7 separate regions of the Mus musculus genome follow, and regions 1, 2, 3, 4, 5 and 6 are each linked to region 7. The links are chromatin contacts, called in public Hi-C and promoter capture Hi-C maps. All regions are on one chromosome and are shown on one strand. The core of a region is the stretch at or near the end of the contact, and the rest is flanking DNA. Distances in the headings are between cores, read along the strand shown. Region 1 holds the start of Cenpn (centromere protein N). Region 2 holds the start of Cfdp1 (craniofacial development protein 1). Region 3 holds the start of Zfp1 (zinc finger protein 1). Region 4 holds the start of 1700030J22Rik (RIKEN cDNA 1700030J22 gene). Region 5 holds the start of Atmin (ATM interactor). Region 6 holds the start of Dynlrb2 (dynein light chain roadblock-type 2). Region 7 holds the start of Nudt7 (nudix (nucleoside diphosphate linked moiety X)-type motif 7).

Region 1 (3,415 bases), core at 267-2,766, 2.8 Mb after region 7:
CACACACACACATGATCATTTCTCAACTATCACCTTAAAACTGCTTCTCAAAAGAATAGGCCTCTGCCGGGCGTGGTGGCGCACGCCTTTGATCCCAGCACTTGGGAGGCAGAGGCAGGCGGATTTCTGAGTTCAAGGCCAGCCTGGTCTACAAAGCGAGTTCCAGGACAGCCAGGGCTACACAGAAAAACCCTGTCTCGAAAAACCAAAAAAAAAAAAAAAAAAAAAAAGAATAGGCCTCCTCTGCATCATTCTGGAACAATCTCCTACTAGTGCCAGGTAGGCAGGTAAGTAGTCTGCTAAGACCAGGGAAATTTTAGAGGAAAAAAGAAATAAATGTCTGCTGAATGTTGACATTTAACACTGAAAATGGAGAGGCGTATTTTCACTTCGATCAACCAAATACCAAGGCCTGGATGTACAAGACAGAAAAGATGTCAAGAGAATCCCTTTGCCAAGGCAAAGTTGCATACATTTAAAGTGGGTTTTGTTACTAACACAGGGTCTAGTGTAGCCTCAAATTCCTTATGTTGCTGAGGGTGACCTTGAATTCCTGATTCTTGCCTCCACCACCTCCCCAGAGCTGAGATTGAAGCAAACCATCCTACCCTCCTTGCCTGGGGTTTTGTTTGATTTCGAGAAGTTTTAACAGAGGCTTCTAATACATCTATTGTGAAAACACTCACAGTCGTCCTCGAAGCCTATCTAACGGACCCTAAACATTACTTTCCTTGTCAAGTGTACCGTGGGGGATCTTTACAGATACCCACATCACCAGCCAGTCCAGTGACTTTTCAGTAAAGAAACTTTTGACGGCAGCTCCCTAGATTAGTTATCAGCCAGAACAGTTAGCTCAATGCGCCCTCAGTGTCACGCATCTCCAAAGTTTTGCAGCAGGGTACGCGCACTCGACCAGGCGCGCGCCCAAGGTCGCAATGCCAGCGAGCGGCGGGCAGATCTCAGCAGTGTGACAGCTCATGCCCGCGGCTCACCAAGAAGAGTGTTCCTAGTAAAGGTCCAAGGGCAGGGACATGGGTGAACCTAGCGCGGCGTGGGAAGCTAAAGAGCCGCGTCCTTCCGCCACAGGCAGCCAGATGCCCGGAGGCTGAAGGACACCCGACACTCACCGTCACTCAGCCCCTACAAGAAGCACAGAAAGAGAAGTCACCGACACGGAGCCCGCAGCTCCCTTAGGACTTGCAAGCACCGACGCTCCGCGCATGCGTCATCCTGCATGCATCGCTCCGCCTGGACCGGTCCACTGTCCCATGCTGAGGGGGATCTAGGGCCATCCCACCGGGGCTCGGCGGGGACAGCACACAGAGATGACTGCCAGGTGGAATTCGAGACGGAGAACAATTATATTTACATGATCCTGTCTCTGAGTACAGCGACTCTGGGGATCTAAAGCGTTTTCCATCAGGCGCCCACAGCCGCGTCCCCCCGTGCAGCCGAAGCAGTGCGGAGGGCTTGCCAGGTGGGCGGGGCCCGAGCGGCCATTGGCGGCTTCAAAAGCACCTCGGCGGGAACCGCTGCAGAGACGGCGGGCGATGTGGACTGGTAAGGCAGCCTCAGCGACACCGAATTGGACTCGGAGGCGGCGGGAGGACTACAGGAGCCAGGCCTCAGACATCTACGGGGGCCTTGCCACGGCGCAGTTCCGCCACGGGATCTTAGCCTAGGAGTGACACTAGTGGAGGCCGGGTCCGGGCCAAGAGGGCCGGGATGAGCGTCCATGGCGTCATATCCGCCCGGAGTGGGGCGGGGTTTTATGTCCCTTGGCGTTTATGCCATGGAGGCTCCGGGCTGCCCGCTCAAGAGCTGCTTTACTTTGATCCTTAGGTTCCGTCGAGCCTAGGTGTCAGCTCTCTAATTCCTAGCCTCGCCTCAGTTTTTGTCCATGCCTCCTGTTGCTATACTCCTTGTGCTCCATGCGGGTCTACCGGATCGTTATTGTCACGTGTACATTCAACAGCCTTGTCTTAGCTGCTACCATGAATAAAGCGCTAGAAAATAGAAATTGAAATAGTAACAGGGCAGAAAGTTCACTCAAAGACTTGCTAACTTTGTTGATGTGTTACGCCCTTTCTGTCATTTCTTTTAGGAAGGGCATGGTGCAGATAGATCACTCAGAATTAAGAATCTTCGGAAGTGCTAAGGATTGGGCACCCCACCCCGAAGGCCCTGATCTCCGAAGTTTATAGCCGCATCTGGCCTGGTCAGTACTGGGATAGGAGAAATGCCTGCTTTGCATACACTCTCCTCTAATTTACCTCACTGAGGATCAGGAAAACGCTCTCAGATGTTGTCACGAACAAGGTGTTGGTTTAATAGTTGACAGACAGTGGAACTATATCCTTCCCTTGTGCATACCGCTTAGGGTGGGTATCCAGTCACTCTTCCATCAGTCATTAGTCAAGTGCATATGAGATTGTTCTTGGGTGACCAGACTCGCTGTGTGATTTGGCTCATGGTGACTGAAATTGCTAGGATCAGAACCCCCCAGCCCTGGCAGCCCTAACAAGCTAGGCTCCATAGGCCACTTAAAAGGACAAGTCTTTTGTTTGTTTGTTTGTTTGTTTGTTTTGTTTTTTCGAGACAGGGTTTCTCTTTATAGCCCTGTCTGTCCTGGTACTCACTTTGTAGACCAGGCTGGCCTTGAACTCAGAAATCCGCCTGCTTCTGCCTCCCAAGTACTGGGATTAGAGATGTGCGCCACCACCGCCTGGCTAAAAAAGACAAGTCTTAAATGAGAGGCAGAAAAGAGACATGTATTCAGTGTGGCCACACTGGGAAGAGCAAAGAGGTCTAGTGACCCACACACCAAGTGTTGAGTCCTGAAACAGAAGATTCAACAGAAAGCAGAGGGTATACACAACTAAGCAGCCCTAGTCACGGTGTGGTCCTCCCATCTCTGAGACATCGTTGCCCTGGTGTTGCAGTCCCTTCTGCAAGAGGGTCTGACAAGGAGACAGAAAAGCTCCCTCTGACTGGCACCAGGTGTCAGCCTTTCCTTCCCCATCAGATCCCTGGGTTGAACTCCATGTCTCTGTGGGGACACTCACAAGTGCCTCTTTTTAGAATGACTTTGCTCCTGCCAGAACAGTTATAAAACGGCTATAGAGTTTAAAAACATAGTTGTGAATAAGATCAACATAGTCCCTGTCTTGAGCAGAAAAAAAAATTAACGTAGCTATGATAAAATTATAAAGCCAATTGCAGGTGGTTCTGTAAAAATAATAAACGATGGAAGATTGGAAAAAAAAAAAAAACAAACAAACCACTGTTGGATGATTGCAGTAAGTTTCCTGGGGAGCCAGGCAGTGGTGGTGCACACCTTTTTAAATGAACTCAGCTGGGACTAGAGAGGTAGCTCAGTTGGTGGAATGCTTGCCTCCGCATGCAGTAAGCCTTG
Region 2 (3,386 bases), core at 129-2,628, 2.3 Mb before region 7:
AAGGGTCCACTTACAATCCCTAGCCCCGATTCAAGGGTCCACAATCGTCTATAATTCGACTTCCAGGGGATATTAATACCTATTCTAGGCTCTGAAGACACTAAATATACATGTAGATACATACAAATAGATGTGCATGTAGGCAAAACACTCACACACATAAATGTTTAAAAGATTTGTCTGGACCTCGCATAAGCTGGATTCTTAGTGTGCTCCTCTACCGCACCCCAAGAAAAAAAAGATAGCTAGGCCATTAAGAGTGTGCGCTTCAGCCGGGCGTGGTGGCGCATGCCTTTAATCCCAGCACTTGGGAGGCAGAGGCAGGTGGATTCGAGGCCAGCCTGGTCTACAAAGTGAGTTCCAGGACAGCCAGGGCTATAGAGAAACCCTGTCTCAAAAAAAAAAAAAAAAAAAAAAAAAAAAAAAAAAGAGTGTGCGCTTCATTCCAAAGGATCTGACTTTGGTTCCAGAGTCGGGCGGCTCACAACTGAGTGTAACTCCTTCACCTGGGGACCCGATACCCCCTTCTGTCCTCTTTGGCCACCTGAATGCACCGCCATACATACACAAAAATAATAAGGGGCTGGCGAGACGACTCAGCTCTACAACCACCTGTAACTCCAGTCCCAGAAGCCCTAGGCACACACATGATGTACAGAGACAGACAGACATTCAGGAAAAAACACTGATATACGTGCCATAAAATCTCTAAAAATAAAACTTTTGAAAAAGTTCTTAAAAGAGGACGATGGGTAGCTCCTGCAAAGAGGGAAAACACATTATCACATCAACTTTCTAACAAGCCGATCCCTTCCGAACCCAGAGGCGGACAATTGAGTTTCGGACGTGAAGGAAGCTGGCAATTCCCTAAAAACAATCTCCAATGTCCGGGTCGGCTTCCAGAACCAGCCGGTAGGTAGGTAGTACGCTCAGCCTGCGGGCTTCACGCGCCTGTTCCCGCGCTCCGAGGGGGCGGCGGCCCAGGACAGCAGCTATGCAGAACCGACACATGCGTGTTCCAGGCCGCCTGAGGGCCGGGGTCCTGATAACCCGAACTCCGGAGCCCACGGGCCGTGGGGACCTCGCGATCACGAGGCCCACGCCCTGGGGACCGTCCGGGAGAGTCTCGAGTGAGGTGTGAAGCGTGGAAACCACCCTCCTTTCGCCTCAGGCCGAATCGCTCACCGGACGGCAAGTAGTCCTCATCCTCGTCCGATGTGGAGAAGTCTTCGGAGTCGAATTCCTCCATGCTGCTGTCACTTGGGGCCTGCTACCCACACGACTGCGGCCACTGCCCCAAAATAGCGAAGCTAGATATAGGGCGAGACCATAGGGGTACAGGACCAGCAGCTAGGGCCGCCCTAGAGGCGAGCGCACATGCGCAGGCAGTGCCACGTGGTCAGAGACGACACTTCCGGCTGCTGCGATTGGTCAGTCTACACTCACCGGGCCCTTGTGGGATTCCGGACCCCCACCTCTCAGAAGCGATGCATGCTGGGGCTTGTAGTTTTCAACGGTACCGTGCGTCCTTAATGGAGAATGGCTTATCTGCGGAAATAGTACTTTCTCTTTATACTTGTCTTTTTATTTTGAAATTTGCTCACAAGCTAATATTTTTTCTAACTCTAAAATCAGAGATTAAAATGTCGCTCCCGGATATGCTCAGCGAGTAAAAACTGAAAGCTGAATAGATAGATGCTAAAGTTCCCATCAACTTTTGAGCAAGGCTGAGGCTCTGCCTTTTTGATTCAATTCTCTCGCTAGAATCGAATTCTTTAATGCAGTTTTTGTGCCTTTTCCCTGCATTTTTGTTTTTGTTTGTTTTTTTTTTTTTTCTGCCTAAAATTGCTCCCAAGAACACTACCGAAACTCTGTCTAATATTCTAAGCGCAAGAAGACTGCGACGCTCTTTCCTGAGAAACTCGGCCTGTTAAGTAAGCTACATTCAGGCCTGAGTTACAAGTACTGTTGGCAGTAAGTTCAGCATTAATGAATCAACAATCCGATAATCACTAAAAGACAAAAGGAAATCCGCTTATCTGTGAGGGAAGCCACTACACAAAGTGCTAGATTGACACTTTTGAAACAACGGGAAAGATGGATGGAAAAGCAGTTAAATTTGTGAGTATGTGAGGATTGGCGAGACGGCCCAAAGGTTAACAGTACTTGTTGCTTCTGCAGCAAAACTAGGTTTGGTTCCTAGCATCCCCAACATGGCGGTTCACTACCGCCCTGGTTCTGACCTCAATAGGCACCAGGCATGTATGTAGTACAGTGCAGCAAGCACCTTCACCCACTGAGCCATGCCCCTAGTCCCTCAGAAATCACCTTCTGCCGGGCGTGGTGGCGCACGCCTTTATATATATATATATATACACACATTTTTTTAAAACTGTGATGAGAATATAATGCATACTGTACTGAGAATAATCGAACTCTCGGAGCACATGAAGGAGGAAGATGAGGAAATCTTAGCAGAGAAATCCGTAGGAACAACCAATAGGAAATTTTAGCAGAGACATCGGGAGGACCAACCAATGCTCTGGATGAGTGGGTAAAACCTGGTGGGAGTTGACCAATGGGATGGCAATGGGAATCAGCCTAAGAGTTCACAGCCGTCAAAATATCAGTGTGGAATACATCTAAAGGGGGCTGGGGAAGGTGACGTAGAAGAATGTGACCCAATGCTTAATTGTGCCCTCAAATTTAAGCATGTCACCTCCTCTGGCCCTTATGCTGAGATGCTTAACAGAATGAGGCAGAAAGCCCTGTGTGGTGATGGCACACGATTTTAATTCCAACAATCAGGAGACAGAGACAGGGAGATCTCTGTGAGTTCAAGGCCAGCTTGATCTTCATAAAGTGTTCCAGGTCAGTCAACACTACATAGTAATACTCTTTTTTAGAGGGGCAGGGGTAGGATTTTTTGAGACAGGGTCTCTCTGTGCAGCTCTGGCTGTCCTGGAACTCACTATGTAAACCAGGCTGGCGGTGAACTGAAAGATCCGCCTGTCTCTGCCTCCTGAGTGTTGGGATTAAAGACTTGGGTTTGTGCCTCGCTGTGATACTCAATTTTTAAAAAATAATTAAAAAAGAAAAAAAAGAAAAGATAAAGGAATGAGGCAGGAAACAAAGCAGAAAAGAATGATGCAAATTTTCAGGCAGGACTGGGAGGGAGGGGAAAATGCTTACGTCATCACGTCATCTCCTCATCAAGCCGCGAGAACCGAACACCTGGGGTAGAACCGCTGGATGCTGACGTGTCTCGCTCTTCCTCTCCAGCAGAATAAGCACCACCTATGTGTCCCTTGGTTTTCAGGAAGCAAGCCAAAGTTGAGCAGGTTAGCCACAGTGGGCTAGCTGACCCTCTGCATCCTGCAGTACGG
Region 3 (3,587 bases), core at 224-2,723, 2.5 Mb before region 7:
TGCCTCAGTCTCCCAAGTGCTGAGATTAGAGAGATTAGAGATTACTCCCCCTCTATGTGAGGGGCAGTCTCCCATAGCCCAGATCAGCCTTCACCTACTCCTGCTGCTCTACTTCTGAGCACTGGGATCAATTCTATCCCCGTTCCTTTCCTTCCTGACCCCCCCATGCCTCAGAAATAGTTTTGTGTATATTTTATGCAAAGTTAAAATTATCATCAACAACAAATTTTTACGATTTTATGTGCATGAGTGTTTTGACTATTATATGTATGGATGTGCACCATATGCATGCAGCTATGCAGTGTTCATAATCACGGTCAAAACAGAAATAAAATCATACTGAGCATGGTACCGTTCGCCTGTTAGGAGACATTTCATGAGTCTAACCATCTCAGAAACAAGTTCCATCTTGCTGGCAGGGCCAAAACTGAGTTCATGTTCCCAGATCCCAGAATCAACTCCTATCCTGCTTCTTCAGGTGTTTCATGTCTGTGTGTTAACCAGTAATGGATATAAAAAGGGGGTTTTGCCATTATCCCATTATCTAACTAAGGCATGCAAATAGTAAGTGTATTTATTTCCTGTCGTGATTTAACGGACTACGTGCAGTTCCCTTATCATTCTAAATGCCAGGTCAGAGTCCAGGAGGGGACTTGACTGCAAAAGCTGACTCAGGACATTGAAACCAGGATAAGGCACAACCACCAATGTTAAACTTCCTTAACTCCTTGTGTCAAAATATGATTAGTCACTGCAACAGCCCCTCCCCGCCCCCCTTTGTGTTCCCATCCTGCAGTGCAGTCTCCCTTGGGGGACGAGGTTCAGATCCAGAACTGGCTGCCCCATACAGAAAATGAAGCTTTCATTTTGAAGCTTTTGTATCTGAAGTGAGTTTACTTAGCTTCCTCCCCTCTCCAGAACCCAGTAAGCAGGGAGCTGAAACAGGAAGATCATTAGTTTGAAGCCAGCCTAGGCTTGACAAGACCCTGTCTCAAACCAACAAACATGGGGTTATTTGTGCCAGTGCTTCCAAAAGTAACTGTAGAGCCGAGAGGTTAAGGAAAATGGTGGTAGTGGTAATGTGTGTGTCTGGGTGGGTGTAACACGGGGATCTCACTTTGTAGCCTTGACTGGACTGAGACTTTCTAAGTCTTCCAACTCCCAGGGATCTCTGCTTGCTTCTACTTCTCACTAGCTTGAATTAAAGGCGTGCACTACCACACCCAGAAAGGTGTGTGCTTCCAGTGCGGTTGAGATTTGCTTTAACGCACATATTTTGTTGTTGAAAGTTTTAATCAGTTACTCCAAATCCGGGTTTTTAACAGCACAGGAAGATGAAAGGGACCGTAACACAAACCAGACTGTTAACTTGGAAAAAACGGTCCCTACCCAACTAATAATGCGTACGTTTCCCAGAGTTCCTAGCAGCGCGGCTCAGAGGCATTATGGGAATTGTAGTCCTACACCTCAGCGTCACAGCTCCGAGGACTCTGGGAACGGCCGCTCGCTCCACAAGGTGCACGCTTGCGCAAAAGCGCTAGCGCTCGCCCTTCCCCCACCTGCAGTCGCGAGTGGGTGACAAGAGCCCCCTTCTCCGCGAGCCTCGTGACCCGGAACCGCGAGTGGAGGCTAGACCCCTCCAGGTATGTCTGCAAGGCCGGGATGCGCGGGCCCGGGAGGAAGGTCGCGTCTGCGCCGGAGTGGGAGTCTCAACTTCGACGCCTTGCGGGCCGCGGCGACCCCTGGGCGTAGGGTCGGGCCTCGAGCTCTTCTGAGAGTCGGTCCCTATGGGCTGTTCGCGGTCGGCGTGTGTGGGGTCGGAGGAGGACGGGCAGCTCCCGGGCTCAGCCTCCCTTTGGGGGGAGACGCGCCACTGCTGGCCGTCGCGGGGCTCAGGCCGCGCGGGGGCGAGTCTGGAAGCCTGGCGGGCGGGCGCGCGCTTGACCCTCCACGAGGGTGTGGGGGCGGGGCTCACGGTGCTAGCCACGCCCCCACGGTGGCTTTGCGGGCTCCTGGAACCTCCTTGTTCCTGGTGTCTGGTGTTTCCAGTTATATTGTCACGGAATTATCACGTCTATCCCGTTACTTCCGGTTTGAGCGTCAGTATAACAGATTTTTCTTTTTCTTTTTTTTTTTCCTAACATTGGCTTTTCTTTTTTTCTAATATTGACTTTTCTGTTTAGCTTGGGTAAAAGTTTTCATATAAGTATGTTGCCGAGGTCCAGCCTCAGCTTGAGGTGAGGATGGTCCTGAGAAAGGGGTGAGTGGGAGTGGTGCTGACTGAATAATATATGAGTCAGTAGTGGATACAAGCTGTCAGTTCATGTGTTCTCTTGTCAGAAACTGAACCCAGTCTTTTATTTACTAAAGATTTATTCATTAAATCTTTTTACCGCTGTTAATCATTTTCTAAAAAAAAAAATCCATGGTTACATAAATTCCAGTAATCCCGAACCTCCAACCCCCGTTTCTTTGAAATGAAAGCTAAGCAAAAGTACATTTCCTTATCTCTTAAACACAGTGTTCTCTTCACGGGCAGCAGGGCACAGTTCTTGTGGTTTCTTATTGTTTGAACACAGTCTGTTCTTCACGGCAGCTGGGCATAGCTTTTGCGGTTTCCTGGCACAGCAGACAGTCATTAAAGTGGCTATAAGAACAGAAAAGTGACAGACTACTGAGGTTAAAATGATTTCTTGCCGGGCATGGTGGCGCACGCCTTTAATCCCAGCACTTGGGAGGCAGAGGCAGGCGGATTTCTACAAAGTGAGTTCCAGGACAGCCAGGGCTACACAGAGAAACACTGTCTCCAAAAAAAAAAAAAAAAAAAAAAAAAAAAAAAAAAAAAAAAAAAAAAATCTCTTACTGGGCTGGAGAGATGGCTCAGTGGGGTAAAAGCACTGACTGCTCTTCTGAAGGTCCTGAGTTCAAATCCCAACAACCACATGGTGGCTCACAACCGTCTGTAGTGGGATCTGATGCCTTCTTCTGGTGTGTCTGAAGACAGTGACAGTGTACTTACATATATTAAATAAATCTTTACAAAGTTTTAACATTTTCGCAAGTAAAGCAGGTGGCTCTGTCTGATCTCTCTCTAGGCATTGATCTCTCCAGTCCCTCCAGTAGCAAGGAGAATGAAGGACTAACTTTTTATATGCATATCATCTTTTAATTCTCTAATCTTTGTTTCCATATCTTAACAATTCCATAGCCTCAGGTCCAAGATTGACAATCTCTCCATAAACGTTAGTTCACTAGCCTGCTGTACTTTCCCGTTAAACTACACTCTCCTTCTAATACTATCTGTTTCTGCATCATACACACGTTTTCCTCCTATAAGATAAGCCCACCTGTCATTTGCTTGTTTTTTTACAGATTCCTTTTTTTTTAAAAGATTTATTTATTTATTATATGAAAGTACACTGTAGCTGTCTTAATGAGGGAGTCAGATTTCATTACAGATGGTTGTGAGCCACCATGTGGTTGCTGGGATTTGAACTCAGGACCTTCGGAAGAGCAGTCAGTGCTCTTAACCACTGAGCCATCTCTCCAGCCCCCAGAATACTTCTTCTTTTCCTATCCATGCCTTT
Region 4 (3,213 bases), core at 329-2,828, 2.8 Mb after region 7:
GCCCGGCTCTGCCTCTGTTTCTTAAGTGCTGGGATTAAGCCAAGTACTTAAATGGCTCGCTTGTGATTTCTCACAAATTATATACCAATTTACTGTTCTGTTAGAATGCAGGAGGTCTGTATTGCTACCTTTCTTTCCTTATTTAAAAATTTTTTTTATATGTATGGATGTTTTGCCAGCATGTCTGTGTACCGCAGGCTGCGAGCCCTGCATGCTAGGAGACCAGAGAAGAGCATTGGATCCTCTGAACTCGAGTTAGTCATGAGCTACCATGTAGGTTCTGGGTATTGAACCTGGGCCCTCTGCAAGAGCAGCCAGTGCTCTTAAACTCCTTAGCTATCTTTCCAGCCCATATTTTTCCATTTTCTTAAACTCGTGTTTTTACACACATGGTGTGCACATCAGGTACCCCTGCTCTCTTCCTCACCTGCCTTAGTCCCTTGAGACAGTTTCTCAGTGAGCCTGAAGCTTACCATTTTCAGGTTAGGCTTCCTGGCTTACAAGCCCATGCATTTCTTCTCGAATGGGCTTGAGAAAGAAGATGGCTCCGTCATACAGTGCTTGCCACACAGGTAGAGAAAACAGAGTTAAGGGCCCCAGTACCCACACAAAAAGCCAATTGCTATAATGAATGAAAGCCTTTAATTCCAGCGCCAGGAAGCAGAGACAGGAGGATTCCTAGAGCTTGCCAGCTAGCCAGGCTAGCCAAATCAGTGAACTCTGGGTTCAGCGAGAGAACATGTCTCAAAAAAAAAAAAATAAATAAATAAATAAATAAAAATAAGGTGACTGAGGGCTGGAGAAATGGCTCAGCAGTTAAGAGCACTTGCTACTCTTGCCAAAGACCCACGTTCGTTCCTGGCACCCACATAGCAACTTACAACAGCCAATAATTCCACTTGCAGGGTAGGGCGTGTGCCATTTCTATGTCAACCATTTCCAACTCGTGCCCTTTTTCATTTTTGCCTAGGTTCTAGATTTCTGTTTTGGACGGGGTTTCATTCCGCCCCTTTTTTTCCGGCTCTCTGAATTCACTAAGGGCTGGGTCCTGAAAGGATGGCCTTCTGAGGGCTCCCAAGGCTCACGGCAGACGGAATCTCGCGCCCACGCCTTCCCACCTGGTTTCTCCCTTTTACTAATAGTCCCTGCACACTCCTTCATGCCGCATAAGTTCCTTCCCTCCCTCCAAGAGGCTCCCTACACGCTACAAGCTGAGAGTTTACCCTTCCTTCAGAAGATCAAGAGGGCTGCATCAAGCTCCTTCCATTGAAACCTCAACCACGCCCCCACAGACCACGCCTATCAAACGGCTCCTCCCTGAGGCCCAAGCGGCTCCCTAGGCCCCGCCCAGTCCAGGCTACCCCAGAACCGTACCCCATCTTCGTCTCGCTTACCCACCCTGAAGATTGCTTCCTTCCGCGGCTCTGCCGCCCGTGAAGTGTCTAGGGAGTGTTCCCCGGGGTGAGGACGTGGCCACAGCCACTCAGACGCTCCTACGGGGCCGCGAGGTAAGGAAGGTCCGGAGCGGCAAGTCGCGGCCCCCAAGAGCCGGGCTGTTGCCCTAGGTTACGGCCGCGTCGGAGGCGGGCCTAGGTGCAGGCATGCCGGAAGTGACGTAACCCCGCAACAAACCAGCTCAAGGGCGGAGTCCCCTCTGAGGGCGGGGCTAAGGAGCATTCCCGTCGCTCTGTGCGTGGTTGCTAGGTGCCGCGTTGCCAGACGCTTCGAGAGCTTCGCAGGCACTGGCGACGTTGGGCGGCCAAGTTGCGCTGCAACAGCCTTTTGCCTTCTAGAAGGAATGCCTCAGAGGCCACACAAACAGTGTCTGGAGATTTGGCCACTTCTTCCTTTGGGCAGAATCGTCCCTTCCTTCTTGGGATCCCGTGTTGAAAGCGAGAGCAGAACTTCGCGGGACGACTCATTCCTAGTTGCATAATTTTGAGACCGAGTCTTCCTTGTTTTGTAGCCTGGTGCGGTCTCGAACTCATGGCAACCCTCCTTCCTCGATGTCCTAAATCAACATTGAAGGGATCGAGGGCGTGGGCTTCCACACCTGCTGACAGGAAGGATTTCTGGTTTTGTTCTTTTTGGTGCTGCCCACTTTAGTGGGGCAGAAGCAGCAGTTTCTCGCGAGGGGGCCGCCCACTTCTCCACTATGCTGCCCTTGGTGCCCAACTCATGTCTAGTTCCAAGGTCCCTTTGCTTTCTGGTTTAAAAAGTATTAAGAAAACAAGTCTCCAAAAGCAGGCTGAGTCAAAGGCTTTTGGAAAAAATGGCTAAGAATTACTACTTTTTACACTTATAGCATTATATAATATATATACAGTATAGCATATATACAATCGATAGCATAGATTTATAGCATTAACGGCCTCTAAAGATGTGATGTATATGACACATGAAGTTGGAACAAAGTCCTCTTCTAGACTGTGAATATTTGTTATTTCCCCCATATATATGAGGGAAATACTTTAACAAGCATATATGATAGATATTGTAATTATATTGCTATACCAGCGTATCTAATGGGCTATGACACATATTTCTAAAATTTTCTATGTATTTTTGGATTTATGCGTATGAGTGTTCTGCCTGTGTATATGTATGTACACCATGTTCATACTGGACAGTCATAAAGACACACTCTTTCATTGTTTTCTAGGTTCGCCTGCTAGACAGCGAGTCTGTCACCAAGATGTGTCTCCGTTCCTCGGTGTTTTGAGGTAGGCTTTCACTATGACGTCTAGTCTGGCCTCCAACAGCTTCCTTCTGTCTCTGAATGCTGGAATTACAAGCACATGCCACCAGACCTGGCCACTCAACCATGATCTTTACAACCGAAGGTAGACAAGTCTTTTCAACAGCCACAGAAAAGCTCAGAAGTGGGGGTGGGGAAGGGGGCAGGTCAAATTTTCCAGTCTGCTGCAGCAGAGTCTGCAGTTCCATACCACTGGTCTTTTTCATACCAGATACTGTGTGGGGCGCCCTCTAGTGGTTCTACTAAAACCCAACATAGTCAGCCTCCAAAGTGTTGCTTTGTTTTGTGGAGTTTTACGATTTAATACCTTGTGAACAATTTTTTTTTTTAACTTTAATTATTTTTTAAGTGTATTGGCATTCTGGATGAATGTGTGTCGGTGCACTACTTCCATGCCTGGTGTCCATGGCGGTTAAAAGCGGGATCGGATACTTTGGAACTGGTGTTAGAGGCAT
Region 5 (3,338 bases), core at 430-2,929, 2.8 Mb after region 7:
GAGTTGTCTGAGAGGAGGGAATCTCAGTTTCAGGAAATGCCTTCCTAATATCAGGCTGCAGGCAAGGGTATTTTCAGGCTGAAGGGTATTTTCTTAATTAGTGATTGATGAGAGAGATGGTCCCATCCCTGGGCTGGTGATCCTGGGTTCTATAAGAAAGCAGGCTGAGCAAGCCAGTAAGCAGCGCCCCTCCATGGCCTCTGCATCAGTTCCTGTCTCCGGATCCCTACCCTGTTTGAGTTCCTGTCCTGACTTCCTCCAGTGATGGGCTACAATCTGGAAGTCTAAGCCAAATAAACCCTTTCCTCCCCCAACTTGCTTTTTGGTCACGGTGTTTTATCACAATAGAAACCCTAACTAAGGCTTAAAGACATTTCCTCCATACATACCTTTTTAAGGGGGAGGGGGGATGGTTTGATTTTATTTGTATGAGTGCTTTGTTTGCATCTGTGTATGTATACCACATTCGTGCCTGGGAACTGGAGTTATGGATGGTTGTAAACCACCATTTGGGTGCTTGGAATCAAACCTGTCTTGTGTAAGAACATTAAGTGCTCTTAACCACAGAGCCATCCCCCTAGCCCCACTAGCTCCCTTTGACCACTCTCCCGACCAGTCAGTCACATACAAAGAAGTCATTCTGCCCACAAGGTTCATGAGTGGCTGAATGGGAACTGCCGAAGCCCTTGCACTTGCTGGGGTATTTATTCTACTTCGTAACTCTCCCTGGTACAGTTGGCAGGAATCTGGACCTGGAATCTGAACAAGAAAGCCTAGCGTCATGCTGAACAATTCTCAAAAATGCCTGCTTCAGAATTCCTGGAGTCTGAGTATGTCCCCAAGGCAAAGGGACTCTGCAGTTGAGCCCATTGGCCCTGTGATACCCAGGTCCAATGTAGTAGGTGGCATGATGACGATAGATGTCGGTTATGAAATGTGACAGACTCAACTTCCCATTCCTGATTTTGGTGTAAAGGAAGGCCCATTGGCAAAGAAATGCAGGTGACCTCTAGACGCTGAAAAAGGCAAGATCCTTGGAAGAACAAGCCCAGCTGACACCTTGCTTTCAGCCGACTAGATCCACCTCAGACTCTTCCCTCTTCAGAGATAAGAGAGAATTAGTCTGTGGGGGCTGGGCTGTAGCTCAGCTGGCAGAGTACACGTCTAAGGCACTGGGTTCAATCTTTAACGCTACCACTAGGCTTAGTAAAACCCCAGGAGTATGGAGGTAGTGGTAAGAGAATAAGGAGTTCAAGGACTCCTTGATTATATGGGGATTCTGAGGCCAGGCGGGGCCTCAAAGAATAAGATAAGTTTGTTTTGTTTTGTTTTTAGTGTGCTACCGATCAAATCCAGGGCCTTAAGCATGCTAATCAAATAGTCTACAATATAAAATTTATTCCTAATAACAATAAATCAACGGTCAAAAAAAAAAGGTTAAACCTGAAAGCATCTCTTTCTCTTCTATCCAGCTGTTGCCTGAGCTCAGGTCCCTAGGAAGTAGAAAGTGTGGGTTCATGGAACCTATCCAATTCACCTGTTCTCCCAGCACATGGGACTTCAACCTCCAACACGCGCTCGCCGCGGCCGGCGGGCGGCGCTGCGGCCACCGACCGGCCGGATGCTAATGAGCCCGGAGGCCCCGCCCCCTGCCGGAAGTGGCTGCGGCGGGGGCGGGCACTGCGAGAGGGGCCTGGCGGCCGTGCGGGAGCCATGGCGGCCACGGAGGCGGCGGCGGCCGATTCTGCGGGTCCGGCCCCGGGTGTCCCGGCCACGCCGGCGAGCACGCGGGGAGCCGCCGCCGCCTCTAGCCCGTGGAGGCCGCCCGAGTCGCGACTGCAAGGCAGCCGGCCGAGACCGGCCAGGGCTCGGGCCGCGGCCCCGGTGCCACCGGCCCGGGAGCTGATCCAGCCGACTGTGAGCGAGCTGTCCCGGGCTGTGCGCACCAATATTCTGTGCACCGTGCGCGGCTGCGGCAAGATCCTGCCCAACAGCCCTGCGCTCAACATGCACCTCGTCAAGAGCCACCGACTGCAGGTGAGCGGGCCGCGGCGGGGACGCGGGCGCGGGGTGTGCGGGGTTTGCGCCGTGCCCTGCCACCTGCGCCCGACCGACCGAGCACGGCGAGAGCGCGGGGGAGCGCGCACAACGCACCGGGCAAGCAGCTTCTCGGTGGCGTGCCCACAACACCTCGGGGAGCCTGCCTGTTTACTCAGGTTCCAAGGATGAGCGACAGGTGATGTCGCCAAGGCACCCAGATGCAACCCCGCAGGCTTTCCGCCCCTCCCACGAAACTGCCGGTGGGTCCTACCTGGTCACTCAAAAGCGGCTGCGGGTTGGGTTGGACTCTGGGCACTTGAGCTGCAAGTTTCACGAGGCTGCTGAGATCAACTCTGCGCAGGAAGGAGAGGGGAGGGAGGTTTCTCCCGTGGATCTGTAAGGAGGAGGTTCACCGGTAGCTGGTATGACGGATGTCTGACCAAGACCTCTCCGTGTTACATAAATGGGGACGGTGGCTTTCAAACCCATGGTATACTCTGGAAGCTTGGGGGAGGAAATCAGATGTTAGGGCCCCCATGCCAGACCTGTTAAGTCACAGCTGCTCAGCTTTTACAGTAGAAAGCTTCCTTTCACCGTCAGATCTCAGTGCCCCCAGTGCTCCAACTGGAAAACGCAAGTCACTGAAAGCAGTTTTGTGCGCCTTTCCCCTGGTCAGATTTGAGTCATTACTTGGAGGGTTGCAGGATCTCTCTGACCTGCAGGTGAATTCACCGTGGGCATCCCCCACCCCCACCCCTGAGAACTCCCCAACTGTAACTTTTAGGTTTTACTCTGTAGTAAGGCCAATAAGTGTAGTAAGGCCAACAAAAGGCAACAGTGATGTCAGGGAAAGGTCAGTCAGGAAATGTCAGCAGGGGCAAGCTGAGGAAGTTCTGTGTAAAGGTTTGAGCCTCGTTCCAGAACACAACTCACTACAGGCTCCAACCTGAAGCTTCCTCTTTCATCCTAAATGTTAAATTCTCTCTTTCTCTCACCATGATTTAGGGGGGTGGAGAGTGAGTGTGCCTGTAATAATTCCATGGCCTAATCCCTCAGCTCCTTACAACTTGCATTCAACAACGGTCACCAGCCTTCAGTGTTGTCCCCCTTGCTGATAGGATAGTTCATGTCCTTGTATAGCCCAAACTATCCTCAAACTCACCATGTAGCTGAGGATAACCTTGAACTCTTGATCCTCCTGCCCTAAATGCTCCTGAAGTCTCCTAAATGCTGAGGCTGCCGGCATGCATCATCATGCCCATTTTTATTCAGTGCTTGGGACCAAACCCAGGTTTTCT
Region 6 (3,211 bases), core at 135-2,634, 2.4 Mb after region 7:
CTCAAGGTCACAGCATTACTGCGATTCTATCAGAATGGAGACAGTCAACAAACAAGAGAGACCCCCTCTTGTTGGGAAGGAAGTTCTGGTTTTTGACAGTTAAGGGCAAGGAAGAGTAAAATATGCCTACGGTTTGGTTTTTCCAAGTGCTTGCAAGTTTTAGTAACTAACACTTTCAGTGGAGTTGAAGGTTATTTAGCACTTAGCATGAATTTAAAGGAAGGGGGAGAGTTGGGAGGTGGTGGAAGGGGTGGAAAGAATTCCCAGTACCTAGGACGGGGCCCGAGAACATGTTGGATTCCTTCAAGGCGCTTTATAAAGCACCACCTTGGATATCCATCATAGTCCCACCCCAAAGAGAAGGCATCAAAATTAAACCAAGCTACCTCCGAGAAATCATTGGAGGGAAAGGTCGATGAGGAGAAAGTGGCTCCCGTTCTCCCCCATTGATTCCCTATGCGCAGAATCAGACTTTACTGCTGGTTGGAAGTCACTTTGGCCACTTCTCTCTGAGCTGTTGTTCTCCTGCCAGAGCTGCTCCTGCTGGAATCCTGCTTGCCTCCCATCACAGCTGTGGATAAAGGCTTCCTCCTCTTCCTTCTTTCTTCCTTCCTCCCTCTTTCTCTTCTGCTTTTTCTTACTTTCCCTCCTCTATCGCTCCCTCCCTTTCTCTCCCTCTCCCTCTCCCCCTCCCCCCTCTCTCATTCTCTCCCCCTGCTGAGTGTGGATCTAACTAGATTCTTCAAGCTCCTGCCTTGCCTTCCCACAATGATTGCGACCTGGAATTGTAAGCTAGACGGAACCCTTTCTCCTCGAAGTTGCTCTTTGTTTGTTTGTTTGTTTGTTTATCACAGCAGCAGAACAAACCCTTTCTAGATCGGCTCAGCTCTAGTACCAAATTCTCAGAGATAAAGTGAAATCGGTTGGTTTTAGGACATGAGCACCTTCCCTGCGTGCTACCATATCCACAGTGTGTTATTGTTTCCCACATGGATAGTTCTATATCTCAGGATGGTATTATTGGCACCCATGTGTGTATCATATATCTCACGTGGGGGCGGTCAAGTGGCTACCTACACTTGCCTGACTCAGGGACAAGTGCCGGCCACATCTCCAGAAAGCATGAAAAAGAAGAAAAGTTAAACCCAGGAGAGACTGTATCCTGCCACGACCCCATCGCCTTGAGGTTCCTGGGAAGGAACGTCCGTGCCTGCCTTCTTTTGCTAGGCTGCAAAGCAACCTGCCACATGCAGGGCGGAAAAGCCGGCTTCAGAAACAGCCTAACCGTTGCGCAGGCGCAGCCCATAGCTTTCAGAAAGCCACTTCCTGCCTGGTTGCCTAGCAACGGGGGAAGCGTTGTTGACATCCACAGAAACTGCAACTCAGACTTGAGCCAGGAGCTGTCCCACAGGCGCGATGGTAAATCTGAGTTCTTGTCTAGAAGGGTAGAGGGGGAGACTCATGTGCACAGCTGTCCTGGGAGGGTCTCACCATTTACTGGATGACAGCTGGAAAGGGCGCTATTGAAAAAACGGGAGGTGTTGAGATGAATCTGGGAGCCAGAAAAGTTTGCAAAGAGCTATGACAGAGGTGGAGAAAGAAAGAAAGATCCCAAGCTGAGAAAGAAGGAGACCAGGAGAACAAAAAAATGGGAAGGGGGCTGGGAGATGAGTAAGAGACAAAGAGGGAAGAAATAAAAACTAGGAGGGGGGGCGAGGAATGGAGAGAGAACGCGGGGAGGAAGGTGGGATGCTACCCCAACCTCGCCTGCACAGAAAAGGAAGGAGAGAGAAGAGAGAAAAAAAAAGGAAAGGGAAAAAGAAAGGCAAAGGGGAAGAGAAGAGAAGGAAGGGGATGGGAGAGAAAGAAACGAAGGAAAAGGGTTGGAGAAAAGGGAAAGGGAGAGGAGGAGGAGGGAAGGAGAGTGAAGGGGAGAGGAGGAGAGGCACAGGAGTGGCCTGGGGACACAGGAGGTTGCAATAGGGGTCTGGGAGTCAGAAGAGAACCACCTTGGAGGAGAGGAAAGGTGAGGAGCAGAGAGCTGAGAGGAGCAGTGGAGGAAGGGAGGAGAGGTCCGTGACTTTGAGGAGCCCCTAAGGCGATCAGAACTGGGCTGGTTTGTGAGTATTCTGTGCCAGACATAAGGAGACCAAGAAATGCCAAGTGTCAGAGAGATACCCCAAGAAAAAAATGTCTACATTTACTGGGGTTTGCGTTTTCTTGGTTGGTCGGTTGGGTTGGTTTGTTTGTTGTTTGGTTTTGGTGTTTGGTTTGGTTTGGTTTTGGTTTTGTCCCAGGCTGTGTATGAGACAAAACAAGTCCCTGGCACTATCAGATTCTTGCTATTACTGTCACTGGCGATGTCTCCTTTTCCTTTCCAGAGGACACCTCAGGCTCAGAGCTTTCGTGTTACTGAAATGTAAACATATGCTCTCTTCCTTTGTTTTCACAGTCCTCTTTATTTGTGACAGCCCGTTTGTGACCTGGGGTGGCCTCTGCAGATGCATTTCTCCAAGCTTTGGGCCATGGTGTAGTTTAAAGAACATGCTAAATTAAATGTTACCAGTGTCCACCATGAGGAAAGCCACTAATCCAGCCTGACATTTCCTCAAAAGACACCTGCCCTGGTGGTGGGAAAAACGAGAAAAGTGCTTGCTCACCTCCACAATGGGTGCAGAAGGAAGCCTGTCTCTGACTGAAGTAACGTAGTGTTCACTTGTGAGATGTTGGGAAAGAAAACAATAGAATAGATTCTCATCACAAAACTGCCTGGCTAAGTGGAGCACGGTAATGCCTGCCTGGAGTCCCAGCACTCAGGAGGCTGAGGCAGGAGGACTGCTGCAAGTTCAAGACCAGGCTGAGCTATATACTGTGAAATCCTATCTCAAAAAAAAAAAAATCCAAAAAAAATGCATATGAGGCTGTGGAGAAAGCTCAGTGGTTAAAAGCATTAGGTTCTCTTGCAGAGGACCCAGGTTCAAGCCTCAGCAACCCCTGATATCTCACAGCTGTCTGTAACTTTATGTCTAAGTGATCTGACACCCTCTTCTGGCCTCCACTGGCCCTACGCATGCACATGGTGCTCAGACATACGTGCAGACAAGCATCCATCCCTATAAAATAATAAACTATATTTTTACAAGAAGTGTAAATAGTCGCAATGTGCTGTTGGGAATAAGACAGCACAGGGAACCGAGTGGTTTTAGTCTCA
Region 7 (3,161 bases), core at 181-2,680:
TATAATATACAATGAATTATATTTTTTTACTATACTGATGTAGGGATGAATTCAGTTTTTGACTCATTCTTATATATTACTTAATTTTACATTCAATTTCTTTGAATTTTAAGAGAAGAAAAGAAAAATAAAAAAGAAGTAGAAGACATGAATTGGGGAGGCAGATGTGGTTGGGGGTTCTGGGAGGAAAATGGAGGGGTATGGAAGGTGGGTGTTATTGTAATCACTTACAATAGATACATTGTACTCATGTGTGACATTAGGGAAGGATATATGAATTGTAAAGCCCATCATTAAGTTTGTGTGTCAGACACTATGCCAGTCTTTGGAGAAGCCTGCCTTGCTCCCCTCTCCCCCCCCCCCCCCAGTCTCAGTTCCGGCCAGCCTCCCCGCTCAGCTCACACTCTCTCTCAGCTCTGTGTGAGGTGATGGAGCTCTCCCATTGCTAGGCAGTTCATCCCTGAAAACAGGTGCAGGTGTCAGACAGCAGCATCTACCTACACTGGGGACCTGCCACCCTCCTGGGACTTAGTAGGTGTGTGCTTCTGGGCAGTCTGCATTGCAGCAGGACACTGGAGACATTGATACTGGGGTGGGGGTGGAGGTGTGGAGAGCTACATGTTAGACACTCTCTTTTGGCCAGGAGTGAGGAGCTCGGCCTGGTTTTCCAAGCCCCCAACTCTCCACCCAGCCTCCTTTTCCCCTCCCAGCCTCTGAGCCTACCTACCTGAGTTTCATTCCTGGAACTCACAGGGTGGAAGGAGAGAACTGGCTCCTGAAAGTTGTCCTCTGATCTTCATACATATTCTGTAGCACACACACACACACACACACACACACACACACACACACACACACGCACGCACACACGCGCGCGCACACACACACACACACACACACACACACACACACGCGCGCACACACACACACACACACACACACACACTAGTAAATAAAATGTTTTGTTTTTGGTTTTTGGTTTTCGTTTTTGTTTGGTTTTTCAAGACACGGTGTTTCTCTATGTAACAGTCCTGGCTGTCCCAGAACTCACTTTGTAGACCAGGCTGCCCTGGAACTCAAGAGTAATCTGCCTGCCCCTACCTCCCAAGTGCTGGGATTAAAGGCATGTACCACCATGCCCGGCAAGCGTAATTAATTTTTAATTTTTTAAAATTAAGTACTTTTTACAACTGCTTATTGCAAATTTTCTCACATGCTCCATGGTTTTGAAGAAGCCCACGCTACTAGACAGCAATCTTTTTTTTTTTTTTTTTTTTTTAGTGTATTCAACACTTTAAATCCGGTCAGCACCACCTTCGGACCTAACTCCGCCCCGAACACGCCCTACCTATAGGCCCCGCCCCTAGCACTTCGGGCGTCTTTGAAGGGCCCCGCCCTCAGCCTCTCCTCCCTGAAAAGTCCCCGCCCTCATTCCTAGCTGGGGCTACTAAGCGCATGCGCGTCAGAACTATTTGCTTCCCGAAGTCTCCTGCTGCTAGTAAGAGGAAGTACTGCAGGGCTGATGTCGCGACCTTGTGGACTCCCGGAGCCTGTCAGGTAAAGCTCTCCGGCTCCAAGCACCGGAGCCTGACCAAGCCGGGCTCTGATCATTGCACAGGCCCTATCTATCCACCCTGCAGTTCAGGCTCCTCAGGGCTCCCCTCCAGCCGGAACTTTGCTCTTCTGCTCCTGGGGACAGAGTTGGGGTTTTCACCTAACAAGATTCACACACGCGCAGGCGTGTCCTCATCTCCCAGGGTCACAGCGTTTCCCTTTTGCCAATCCGAGTCACTCTTCAGGAACCCCCACAGCGGAACCTCAGAACCCCAACATGGCCAGACAGTTATGCATCAGCCAAACAGAGTTCAAGTTCCTGGGTGGCTTCTTCCACCCATAACCGAGGTTCTTGCTCAAGGCATTGCTGCTCCCAGCCTGGCCTCAGTACTACAAGGCTGTTCTGAGAACTCAACACAGAATGGGCCAGCCCTGCTCCTATTTTGATGGTATTGTCTCGACACAATTAGACTTTTATTTTCCTGCTGCCTCTGGGCAGTTCTAGGGGTTGTTTAAAAGCCTTCTTCCTCTTTGGCTGGCTAATTGTCTTTTCTGGACAGAGGCCTGTGAGTATCAGCTGTACTGTGTGCCAGCTTTCATTGGCCCTTTCCAGGACATTTGATTGGTTTGCAGCCAGCTCTCTGTCACATGGATGGGATGGGGCTTGTGGGGGGGGGGGGCGGTGTTTGAGAATAAGCAAACCCCTCTAACCAAAGGCTTGTTAAGGATGCGCTAGTGATTAACACTCACAGCTCAGGGCCACCTTGTTCATGAACTGGCCACTTTACCTGCACGGCTACCCTCGAGCAAGTTACAGATGAGGACTTCTCGAGGCTCCAGGAGATGATGGGTAGCCCAGGCTGATCTCAAACTTTCGGTAGTCGTTCTGCCTCAGCTTCTCCAAGCACTAGGAGGTTGCAGGTGTGAGCTAGTTACCGCACCCGGCTCCACCCAGCTTTTGAGATGGAATGAGTTCTGGCTGACCTAAACATCTGGTTTTGCACAGTCATACTGCGGAATAGTGAGAACTAATGTTACACTTTCTACAGCCACTGTGACAAAGTCCTACCAACTGGATGACTTGAGGAATAGCAATTAGCCTCTCTTGGGTCTGAAGGACCCATAATCAGGTCTGAAGTCCATAATCAAGGTATTAGCAGGCACACAATCAGAAGTCTCTGGGGATGTTCCATTGCCCCTTCCAGCTTCTGGTAACTTTCGATCATCCTTGGCTTATAGCAGCAGATTTTGGGTCCCCATTCCCATCTGTCTGTCTGTCTGTCTGTCTCTCTGTGTGTGTGTGTGTGTGTGTGTGTGTGTGTGTGTGTGTGTGTGTGTGTACATCTATGTCTATAGCCTCTTCCTTCAAAGACACCTGTTGTTGGATTGGGAGTTCTCCCTACATTCAGGATGGTGCAATCTCAAGAGCCTTAACTACTTACATCTGCAAAGAACCCATTTCTGAATAACACCACATTCTCAGGCTCTATGTTGACATGAATAAGGTGGTCACTGTCACACACCATGCAAACAAGCAGCATAAAGCATAGAGCTCATCCGAGGGACTCGGAAAGAGCCACATGAAAACAGTCCCATTTGTGGTGCTG

The links. Promoter capture Hi-C pulls out the DNA fragments that hold promoters and counts their contacts. A called contact is a pair of places that touch in the nucleus more often than the background predicts.
Region 1: a Hi-C map of regulatory T cells shows a contact between it and region 7, with 12 times the contacts expected there. The contact joins the promoter of Cenpn here to the promoter of Nudt7 in region 7. A contact is called at or near these places in 3 of 39 promoter capture datasets (the 3T3-L1 cell line, hippocampal neurons and pre-B cells), 1 of 484 Hi-C or Micro-C datasets (regulatory T cells), 2 of 115 datasets of contacts at active chromatin or transcription factors (acute myeloid leukemia and astrocytes) and 1 of 9 other capture datasets (liver).
Region 2: a contact with region 7 is called in a promoter capture Hi-C map of pre-B cells, with 4 times the contacts expected there. The contact joins the promoter of Cfdp1 here to the promoter of Nudt7 in region 7.
Region 3: a promoter capture Hi-C map of liver shows a contact between it and region 7, with 4 times the contacts expected there. The contact joins the promoter of Zfp1 here to the promoter of Nudt7 in region 7. A contact is called at or near these places in 2 of 39 promoter capture datasets (cranial neural crest and liver).
Region 4: a promoter capture Hi-C map of liver shows a contact between it and region 7, with 6 times the contacts expected there. The contact joins the promoter of 1700030J22Rik here to the promoter of Nudt7 in region 7. A contact is called at or near these places in 2 of 39 promoter capture datasets (liver and pre-B cells).
Region 5: a contact with region 7 is called in a promoter capture Hi-C map of pre-B cells, with 5 times the contacts expected there. The contact joins the promoter of Atmin here to the promoter of Nudt7 in region 7. A contact is called at or near these places in 2 of 39 promoter capture datasets (hippocampal neurons and pre-B cells).
Region 6: a promoter capture Hi-C map of pre-B cells shows a contact between it and region 7. The contact joins the promoter of Dynlrb2 here to the promoter of Nudt7 in region 7. A contact is called at or near these places in 2 of 39 promoter capture datasets (the 3T3-L1 cell line and pre-B cells) and 1 of 484 Hi-C or Micro-C datasets (CD4 T cells).

The regions. Positions count from the first base shown.
Region 1 is chr8:116,920,224-116,923,638 of GRCm38.p6, forward strand. It overlaps Cenpn (centromere protein N), which reads left to right and starts at 1,517. Exons shown (of 12, transcript NM_028131.3): 1 at 1,517-1,560; 2 at 2,105-2,218. It overlaps Cmc2 (COX assembly mitochondrial protein 2), which reads right to left and starts at 1,213. Exons shown (of 4, transcript NM_026844.3): 1 at 1,128-1,213.
Region 2 is chr8:111,852,959-111,856,344 of GRCm38.p6, forward strand. Cfdp1 (craniofacial development protein 1) reads right to left here and starts at 1,379. Exons shown (of 7, transcript NM_011801.2): 1 at 1,186-1,379. The coding sequence starts at 1,249.
Region 3 is chr8:111,641,970-111,645,556 of GRCm38.p6, forward strand. Zfp1 (zinc finger protein 1) reads left to right here and starts at 1,474. Exons shown (of 4, transcript NM_001037665.2): 1 at 1,474-1,643.
Region 4 is chr8:116,977,381-116,980,593 of GRCm38.p6, forward strand. 1700030J22Rik (RIKEN cDNA 1700030J22 gene) reads right to left here and starts at 1,579. Exons shown (of 3, transcript NM_027103.3): 1 at 1,399-1,579.
Region 5 is chr8:116,941,714-116,945,051 of GRCm38.p6, forward strand. Atmin (ATM interactor) reads left to right here and starts at 1,680. Exons shown (of 4, transcript NM_177700.4): 1 at 1,680-2,037. The coding sequence starts at 1,714. It also overlaps a transcript of Cmc2 not described here.
Region 6 is chr8:116,503,631-116,506,841 of GRCm38.p6, forward strand. It overlaps Dynlrb2 (dynein light chain roadblock-type 2), which reads left to right and starts at 1,385. Exons shown (of 4, transcript NM_029297.1): 1 at 1,385-1,419. The coding sequence starts at 1,417.
Region 7 is chr8:114,132,144-114,135,304 of GRCm38.p6, forward strand. Nudt7 (nudix (nucleoside diphosphate linked moiety X)-type motif 7) reads left to right here and starts at 1,431. Exons shown (of 4, transcript NM_024437.4): 1 at 1,431-1,557. The coding sequence starts at 1,523.